Linked DNA regions of Mus musculus: region 2 is linked to region 1. Evidence: chromatin contacts called from public Hi-C data. All regions are on one chromosome and are shown on one strand. Each heading gives the region's core, a stretch centred on a gene start, on an enhancer-like site or on the middle of the called end of the contact. The rest is flanking DNA. Distances are from core to core; before and after follow the strand shown. Region 1 overlaps Gm34484 (a long non-coding RNA gene). Region 2 has its middle 120 kb from the start of Gm39920.

Region 1 (4,418 bases), core at 838-3,337:
CTTACGTCTGACAGCTGCTTCAAGCTGAAAAGCTGTCACGAGAATTGAGGAATGTACTTCTCAGAACAGGGTCCCCTCTGCTGTCCTTCTCTTCCCTCATAGTCCCAGGAGAACCGATCTCCTTTTGCTGTAGGACATTTTTTCATGTGCTGCACGTAGCATCATTGGTAAGACGCATTCCAGTCAGGATTCAGAGGCTCACTTCCTTTTATTCTCGAACAGCATGCTGTCGGAGTTATATTACAGCTGCCTTGTGCAGTCAGTCACTGATGTTCTTTATAGTTTGTGGCTACTATGAACAAAACTACTATGAAGTTGCTTCATTTCTTACCCATAAATACCCAGATGTAGAATGTCTAACGTAGAAGAGAAAGAAAAGGAAAGAATGTAAAATTGTTTCTAAAGGTTTGTACCTTGGCTTTGTGATCTTTCAGATAAGGCCAAGTACAGAAGACATGTGCCTACAAGCGCCACTGCATCTTTGCCGAATACTAAGACTACCCACATTGCCTTCAGCCTAATTACATTTATAGAATTGTGACAATTACCCTGAGCAGCTCAGACTCCTGCTCTCTGCTCTCCTCTTCCGTATCCTGCCTCAGTGCCATTCTTCAAGACCCTACTTGAGTCTCTGACATCTGTCCACACTTCTTTCCACCCAAAGAAACATAGGCATCCTACAGACTTGGCCACTCCCTCCATAGTACTGGGTCCATGTGCTATATATAATTCATGCACCTGAAAGGTACCTTGTCCTACCTAGGAAAGGAAAACAGAATGAAAGGAAAGCAGAAACACCCATGATATCACCGTGTACATTGGGATTCACAACAAGCTTGAATGTTTCCCTTCCTTGAGGAACAGCGAGTTAAGCCCCAGTCCAAGTTGAAACAGAAAACAAACTTCACTTTCAAATAGCTCTCTTTCCTTCGGTGAGTCTCCCTTCACGACAGGACCAATCACAGTGAAATACAGCATTCATATTTCTGAGCAATAAGCCAAAAGAGGGCACTAGCAAGAGATGCCTACAAATTTCCATTCCTTTCAAGTTTCATGCTTACAATTTAAAAACTTCGAGCCCAGGGGAGAAAGGAACTCTAAGGTTTCTCAGCCTTTTAGGGAAAGAAGCAGGCCTGTTTTGGAGATGCCCCTGGGACTGCTACAAAAGCCTCCTAACTGGAGGACTCTGTGCTCCCACTAAACCCTGGGGCTGAACCAGCCCCTGGAGGAGCAGAAGAAAGGAGATCGTCTTACAGGGCAATTCCAGTGTGCTCCGTTTCCTTTGCTAAGTTGTGCATCTGCAGAAGGTACTATTTTAACTGTTTCTGGACTTCAGCAAATAAAATCATAGCTACGAAACACACTCATCACAGACCTTAGCCAATGAGCAAGGACAAAATTGTGAAGGGAGAGTTATTGCACATTGTTGTTGTTGTTCTTAATCTCTCTCTCTCTCTCTCTCTCTCTCTCTCTGTGTGTGTGTGTGTGTGTGTGTGAGTGTGTGTGTGTATTTAAGAGTGCAGGGCACAGCATATATGCAAAGTCAGAAAGACAGTTCTCTCCCTCTATCTACTGTATGGCTTCCAAAGACACAGTCAAAGTTGTCAGACTTGGTGGCAAGAGCTTTTACCTGCTGAGCCATCTCCTTGGCCCACAGAGAGATTTTTACACCCAATTTCAGTGGCTTATATTAGTTGAGTACCCCACTCCATACTTCACAAGTAATTGGTCTCATATCTCTATTAGATTTCAGTCTTGTGCTCTGCATTTTTTAGAAAGACGTTGAAAAGTCACCTGACATTTCTAAGGAGAGAGGGCTCCGATTTTAGGAGGTGGGCCTCTAAAGTCTGCATGAACTGAAAACCAGCTGTTCAATCAGGAAAGCTGTCTGACTCTGGCAGCTACAAGATCTATCCTGTGACTACTCTTTTTAAGACAGAGAAGAAAGGGGGCTGGGCCAGGAAGGTTGGGATGAAAAGCAGGGTTTCCTGAGGAAACTCAGCTTGGGCCTCTGCAGTCACTGATGTTGCTTTTCCTCTTCGAATGCTAACGCTGAGTCTGCAACCCACTGGCTCTCCTTACCCCATTACATCAGCAGGCATTGTCTTCCCCTGAGCAAGCTCTAAAGTGTTGTATCAGACATGCTTGGGGCAACAGTGGTGGGAGATGAAGGAGGAAATGATTTCACTTTCAGCCTCAGAAGGGGGATTCCCAAGACATGGTGGGTAGACAGCCCGTAAGATATCAGAGATCTGATCTTAGATGCGTGCACACTTACACCCTTCCCCACAGTTAGGGTACCCAGATGTGACAGGTTGGGGATGGTGATATGCTTTTTGGCAAGCTCGCTGTGAATATGGGTTGGCTAGTGAGTGTGAAACCCTCAGTGTGGACGTGATCTTTGCCATGTTTATGCCTGGCCTTCAGAAGGACTGGTTATGCTACCATATAAGAAGCCTAATAACTATTTCCCAGGTAAAAGTGCAGGGTAGGGAAGAGGACCCTGCTGAGACCAGTCTTCAAGCCATCTCTGCTACTCTGCTTTAAAATGTTGTCTCCAGGTCATGCTGCTGTTTTAAAGCTTGTGGAGCCCCGTTAGCATGTGACTTACCTGGCAGGACTTCCGCCCTTAGGGGCACTTCCACTCTGTTTCCTCTGTTGGCTCAAGCTCTGCTTCCTGATCCACTAAGATGTGAGCAAGCCAAATTGCACTCCTGGCCATCATAGACAGGAGTCTCTCCCACTGTCCTGAACACCACCATGCCTTCCTATCATGAAACTGAGAGCCCAGATAAACCCTTCCTCCCGCTAGCTACTTCTGCTAAATATTTTGTCGTGGGGAAATGAATGAGTCTGCCAGGGTGCAGTCATTTGTTATCTTCAGCCCAGCCACCATCTAAATTACCACCAAGAGATCCCATTCCACTCCATAGTCAACTACTGACCCACAGAAAGGAAATCAATTCTTGGCCTGTAGGTAATGGTTGTTTCTCAGCTTGTCAAGTTTTTGGGTGTTTCTTGGAGAGAAGAGAGAAGCCACCCCTTGGAGCCGTGGGTAAGGACAACTTCTATAGGACTGTCTATATCTTATATGGCTTTTCAAGACCTCAGTCCTGTTCTTTTTTTTTTTTTTTTGTACATAAACTTTATTTAAAACTTTATTAAAAACTTGCAAATAAATAAAACTAAAGCTAGGTAATGATAAGTAATAAGGTAGAAATAAAGCTCGTTGTTTTTCTAGCTCCAATTCTGTCATAGGCTTTCTTGGTTTTGGTGGTGGGTAAGTTCACTACATATATTAAATACTGAAAGCATACAAATTTAATATAACATTTCAGAGCTTCTGTTCTGAATGTTGATTCTAAATATATTGAAGTTCATTCACTAAGATGTATAGACTTGAAGTCTGATTAATTTTGGTGAGTGATTTTTTTTTTTATTAGTCAGTCCTGTTCCTTATCCACACACTTCAGTGGGCATCTATGACTTATATGCAGACATGTAGTACCCTGGGCATGTGCCTCCCACCGGAGCATTTGAACTTGTAGAGGAGCATGGTAGTTTGAATATGCTTGGTACAGGGAATGGCGCTATTAGGAAGTGTGGCCTTGCTGTAGTAAATGTGGCCTTGTAGGGAGGAAGTGTGTCACTATGGGGGTGGACTTTGAGACTCTCCTCCTAGCCATGTAGGAGCCAGTCTGCTCCTAGTGGCCATCAGCTCCTCCATCCCCACATCTGCCTGGACACTGCCACCTTCCTGCCTTGATGAGAATGGACTGAACTGTTGAACCTGTAAGCCAGCCCCAGTTAAATGCTATACTTTTTAAGAGCGGCCTTGGTCACAGTATCTTTTCACAGCAATGGACACCCTAAGACATGGAGCTTTAAGCATGTCTTTAGTGCTCATGATTATTTTCATGGGACGGGGGTCAACTCAAAGTAAGAGAGCCCTTCCTTCCACCCACCAGGAACACACTGTTGTACAGCAACCTTTTCAAGTTGTGACTGTGGTGATTTTAAAGTTAAAATGTGATTGGGTGGTGAGGAGTCCACTGGAGACAAGAAGCAAAGTATTGGGAGATTGCTCCTCTCCGGAGGAAGGGAGGCTCAAGGTCAGCAAGAATTCCGGTGCCAGGGGCACTTTCATCCTTCCGTGTCCTCTCTCTTAATCATTCTGCTTCTCCTCCCCATGCTCATGTTCTCAACACCACGCTGCCTGCCTTTTAAGACACCGATTCACGGCTCCCAATTATTAGTCTGCCTCGGAGCCATTTTCCCCTGCGTTTTCTCTTTCTTTTGCCCAGCTAAAATTAGCACTGCTAGCCGGGACCTGTAGTTAACCCAGCACACAGCTCCAGCTCTGAGTGAGATGCCAAGAACACCTTTTCAGCCTGGATCCCAGGGTGTGCATGGATGTA
Region 2 (4,418 bases), core at 1,238-3,737, 210 kb before region 1:
TGGTCTTGTAAAGATCATATGCCCCAGTACAGGGGAACACCAGGGCCAGGAAGCAGGAGTGACTGGGTGGGGAGCAGGGTCGGGGGAGGGTATAGGGGACTTTCGGGATAGCATTTGAAATGTAAATGAAGAAAATATCTAATTAAAAAAAAGAATTTGGTGTGTCAATCTGGCTTCCAAATGTCATTAGACATATGTCAGATTGACAGAACTTACATTAAATAATATAAATCTTTGAGGAGCTTTTTCAAAGCAATGTGAAAAACTCTTAAGACTTTCATTGACAAATCAGGTTTTTTTTTTTTAAGTATGAGGAATTCATATGTGAATAAATGTTCAATTTCATGAACAGTCAAGGAAATACAAAATAAAATGCTAAGGGACTACTGTTCATGTAAGAAGCTGACACTGACACTTAATCAAGTGGAACTCATGTGATGGTGGGATGAAATAGAAGTAGAATAGATCTGATGGTTTCCACTTTAGAATTAAGCACCAAAAACTTGAAATGTGTACAACACATAAACACACATGGCACACACACATGCACGCACATATTTGAGACAAGGTCTTACATAGTCAAGGTTAACACGCAATTCACTACTTTGCTAAGGATGGTCTTGAACTTCTAATCTTTCTGACTCTACCTCTCAAGTGTTTGAGTTATAGGTGTGATTCATCAGGTCTGGCTTTGTGAGTTTATGTGATTCAGGGAATAAAACCTAGGGCTTACACTACTCTAGGCAAGCACTCTACCAACCAAGTCATAGCTTCTCCACCCACTGTCCCATGTGTGTATAAAAGGGGTAAAATTTCAACCAAATTATGAAAAGTTGTGAATAGCTGAATAAATCACAAAAATGTCTATGCTGTACTAATAGAGCGCAGTATATAGTACAATATGTGAAATGAGAACATACTATTGATATAATTTCATATTAAAAATAAAAGTGGTTGACTGCAACAGCATGCATGTATTAGCTTTCTACTGCTGCTATGACAATTGCCACAGCCTTAGTGGCTTATTACCATACAGTTGAGCATCTTAAAGTCCTGGCATATGTCTCAAGCCCTCGCACCAGTATCTGCAGACCTGTGCTCCCTTGCAAAGGCTCTGTGGTAGAATCCATTTTCTTATTCTCTAAGGTTTGGTAGAGTACATTCCCTGAGGTTGCTGGATTGAGTCTGGGTTGTTGCTATTTTCTTTCTGGTCACACAGCTTTTTCGTTTTGAGAGGCTGCTCACTTTCGTCGGTTCAAAGGCTCTTTCCTTCACACTCAAAGCTAGCAGTTATGTCAAGTTTCTTCTCTACTTCAAGAATCTCCTCTTAAAAATCTTACCTTGCTTTGCTTGGTGGTGGTGGCACACACCTTTAATCCCAGCACTCAGGAGGCAAAGGCTGATGGATTTCTGTGAGTCTGAGGCCAGTCTGGTCTACAAAGGGAATTCCCTACAAAGGGAATTCCAGGACAGCTAGAGCTGCATAGTGAAATTCTGTCTCAACAAACAAGAACGAACAAAATCCAAACAAAGCAAAACAACAATAAAAACAATAAACTAAAAATAACAACGTGCCTCGCTGGCTAAGCAGGGGAAGGCTCCTTTAATAACGTATACTGCTAAATTGGGTGAACCTGGAAAACCTAGACCACAGCCCCTTTTCCCATCTTAGGATTTGTAACCTAATCATGTTTACAAATATCATGACATGTCTCTTTTTGTCACATACACATGTTCATGGGTGCCAGAGATAAGACATGGACATTTTTGAAGAATGGTATTTTGTTACCACTTTAGATTAAAGATGTTACAAAGACATATGCATGAATCCAGCTTAATGGCCAAACATGTACCAGGAAGATGGTATGATTATTTAAAAGCTGTAAAATTAAGACTAACTTTTATTAAAGGAAAAAAAAAAACAACAACAACAACTTCCAGGTTGGAAAGGGGTGGTCATGGGGAGGTGAGAGGTTCCAAGGATTAATGAAAATGGAAGGTACATAAAAAAGCTGTATGGAAATTTAAAATCTTTCCACACAAGAAGAAACTAGTGGGGAATAGTAGAACCTAAGCATCAAGAAAGGAGGGGAGTGGCTACTTTAGGAGTTAAAGGTTCAAGTGGGGACAGGAGGAGAGGGGAAGGGAGGTTAGCCAAAGCTAAGAATCTGTGAAAAAGGCCTATGGGAAACCCACTAGTTTATGAGCTAATAAAATATGTTCTATATTTCAATAAGGAGTTGAATATAAGTACTTTGCATGGATGGATGATGCTGCTTCCAGAAGATGTATTATTAAATACAAATCTTGTTGTCAGACATGGAATGAGCTATTCACTGGTCAGGGAGACCTCAGAGGAAGCCAAAACAACACACACTTTTTGGTTGCCTAGGATAACTAGGTAGTAAGATGTTATTGGTGAGGACACTCACTTAGGGACAAGTGTGGCAGGATGTGGCCACTAGTGCAGTGTGGCATGACAGTCATGGGATCAACAAACCACTTTCAGATTGGATATGAGGTCTGCTTCACAGGAGGGAATTTATGGCTATACTGTAAACTGGATCAAAAGCCCATGACACTGAAGAGCAAGGGCCCTAGGAGGAAAGCTACTACTGTTTTAATGCTAAGTGACTGTGCAGTCAAACTGCCTTCTAAATATTTATGGCTATGCTCATTGATTTCTGTTACACTCAGCTTTGGTCAGGGAAGATTCTTTCCAGAGTGCATAGTGATTAACTCAGAGATTCATCACTGGTCAAACTACTGAATATGAGTCCGGGTGCTCAGCTACGGATGGAACAGCCATGTTTTCCCATCCAAGGCCGAGGAAACATCATGGCAGAGAGAGAAGAAATAGTGTAGGAGCTGGGTAATAGAGGGGGGAGCTCTGCATGCCAACGTTAGAACATAACATGGCTGTGGCCCATATCACTCATAGCAGTTGCAATTATCTGCACAAGGTCATGACAATCAAAATCCCTCCTAGATGGGTAAGGAGCCCCTGAGGGCAATCCTTGATAGAAGAGCTATTGTCAGTTGATGGCTACTACGGGAAGGAAAAGTCATTTCTTTTGGGGACATGGCCACTGGTAGGTTGCTCATAGGATGGTGAGCAATAGAAGGTATTGGAAGGAGGTAGTAGTGGATAGATATGATTAAAATATATTGTATAAATGTATGAGATTTTTCAGAAAATAAGTAAAATATTAAAAGCTCTCTAGTATTCTTTTACTTTTCCTAAGATCAGGAAAACTATTACCACAGTGATTTGGACTGGGATAACAGCCTAAGAAGGGATCAGTTAACATACTGTTAGGGTCTAGTCTGTGGGCTTCCTCTTCAAAGTGCACTTCGAATGGAGGAGAAACCCCAAGAGATAATACCCTATGGAAGATAATACCCTCTTTCTTTCCACTGGATACTTAGGAGTAATCTTTTACTTTCTCTGTAACCTCGACCTTTCTTGGAAGGTACTTGTTTAATGGCATGAATAATGTCCTGAAGGTCAGTGAGTCAACAAACACTTCTTGGGGATCTTTTGTATCACAGTTATGGATATTGATGGAACACAATGGGTGAGATCAGAAGGCTGTGTATTGGGATGTGAAGGGAGGAGGAAAGAGGGAAGAGGGAAGGAAGGAAGAGGGAGGAGGGAGGAGGGAAGGAGAGAAGAAGGAGGAGGGGAGGAGACTAAATTTTGCTGAGTCTAATGGATTAAATAAACTAAGGGAAAATGAGATTCTCTGATCAAAACTATGAGCTTCTGCTTCATACTGAATATATTGTCTATTTTCTGCTCCTTTGACACTAGGTCCATATTGGACCATAATGCAATTATCTCTTTTCTTTCTCTATATTCATCATTTATTAATAAAATCCTGTTCTAATCGTGGAAGGTATTTTCCCATAAACAGCATTGTCCACTCTACCCCTCTATTTTGCCATCCTCAGGTCTGTCAGTACTCAGTTTCTCAAGCGTACCCTCCTTTACTTTGAGAGGCCCATGCTGCCAGAGTGAGTGACTTACTGTCAACAGTTTACTAATGGCTATTTCCCAAAAGAGATTTCCCAAGACATACTTTCTTTATCTTTCTTGGTACCACCGTGTCTCTACCCCCTTGACTGGTCTTGTGTTGCTTTGGGGCTTTGTGTGATTACAGTGGTGGAAAGATAGAAAGAGGGCAGGCAGGAGAGAAGGCTAGGGTGGCATGCCTTCCATCTCAGAGCTGTTCCTTTGCTGAGATGTTCACGCTATTTCCAAGCCAAACAATTTGGTCCTCACTGCCAACTTTAATAGACACTTCCAGTAGAGAGTGGCTGTCCTAAGCTTAAGGGCCATTAACTCTAGCTTCAATAAAAGGATGGGCATTGCTCCCTGGGCCTATAATCAGTCCATTAGCCCACACTTGGGTTCC

What was found. Hi-C and Micro-C count contacts between places; a contact is called where the count stands out from the background.
Region 2: a contact with region 1 is called in a Hi-C map of the MNK3 cell line, with 2.5 times the contacts expected there. The contact joins two enhancer-like sites. A contact is called at or near these places in 8 of 484 Hi-C or Micro-C datasets (B cells, the MNK3 cell line, astrocytes and 5 more) and 1 of 115 datasets of contacts at active chromatin or transcription factors (large pre-B cells).

Annotation. Positions count from the first base shown.
Region 1 is chr2:124,702,795-124,707,212 of GRCm38.p6, reverse strand. Gm34484 (a long non-coding RNA gene) reads left to right here. Exons shown (of 5, transcript XR_003953897.1): 5 at 435-1,363. Among named protein-coding and RNA genes, the nearest start is that of Gm34484, 16 kb to the left of the region's middle. Within about 2 kb of position 2,087, at least 36 of the 459 cell types and tissues checked have an H3K27ac peak or open chromatin away from gene starts, as enhancers often do. A contact at or near this core is called in the MNK3 cell line, where this site is marked.
Region 2 is chr2:124,912,675-124,917,092 of GRCm38.p6, reverse strand. No RefSeq gene overlaps it. Among named protein-coding and RNA genes, the nearest start is that of Gm39920, 120 kb to the right of the region's middle. Within about 2 kb of position 2,487, at least 4 of the 459 cell types and tissues checked have an H3K27ac peak or open chromatin away from gene starts, as enhancers often do. A contact at or near this core is called in the MNK3 cell line, where this site is marked.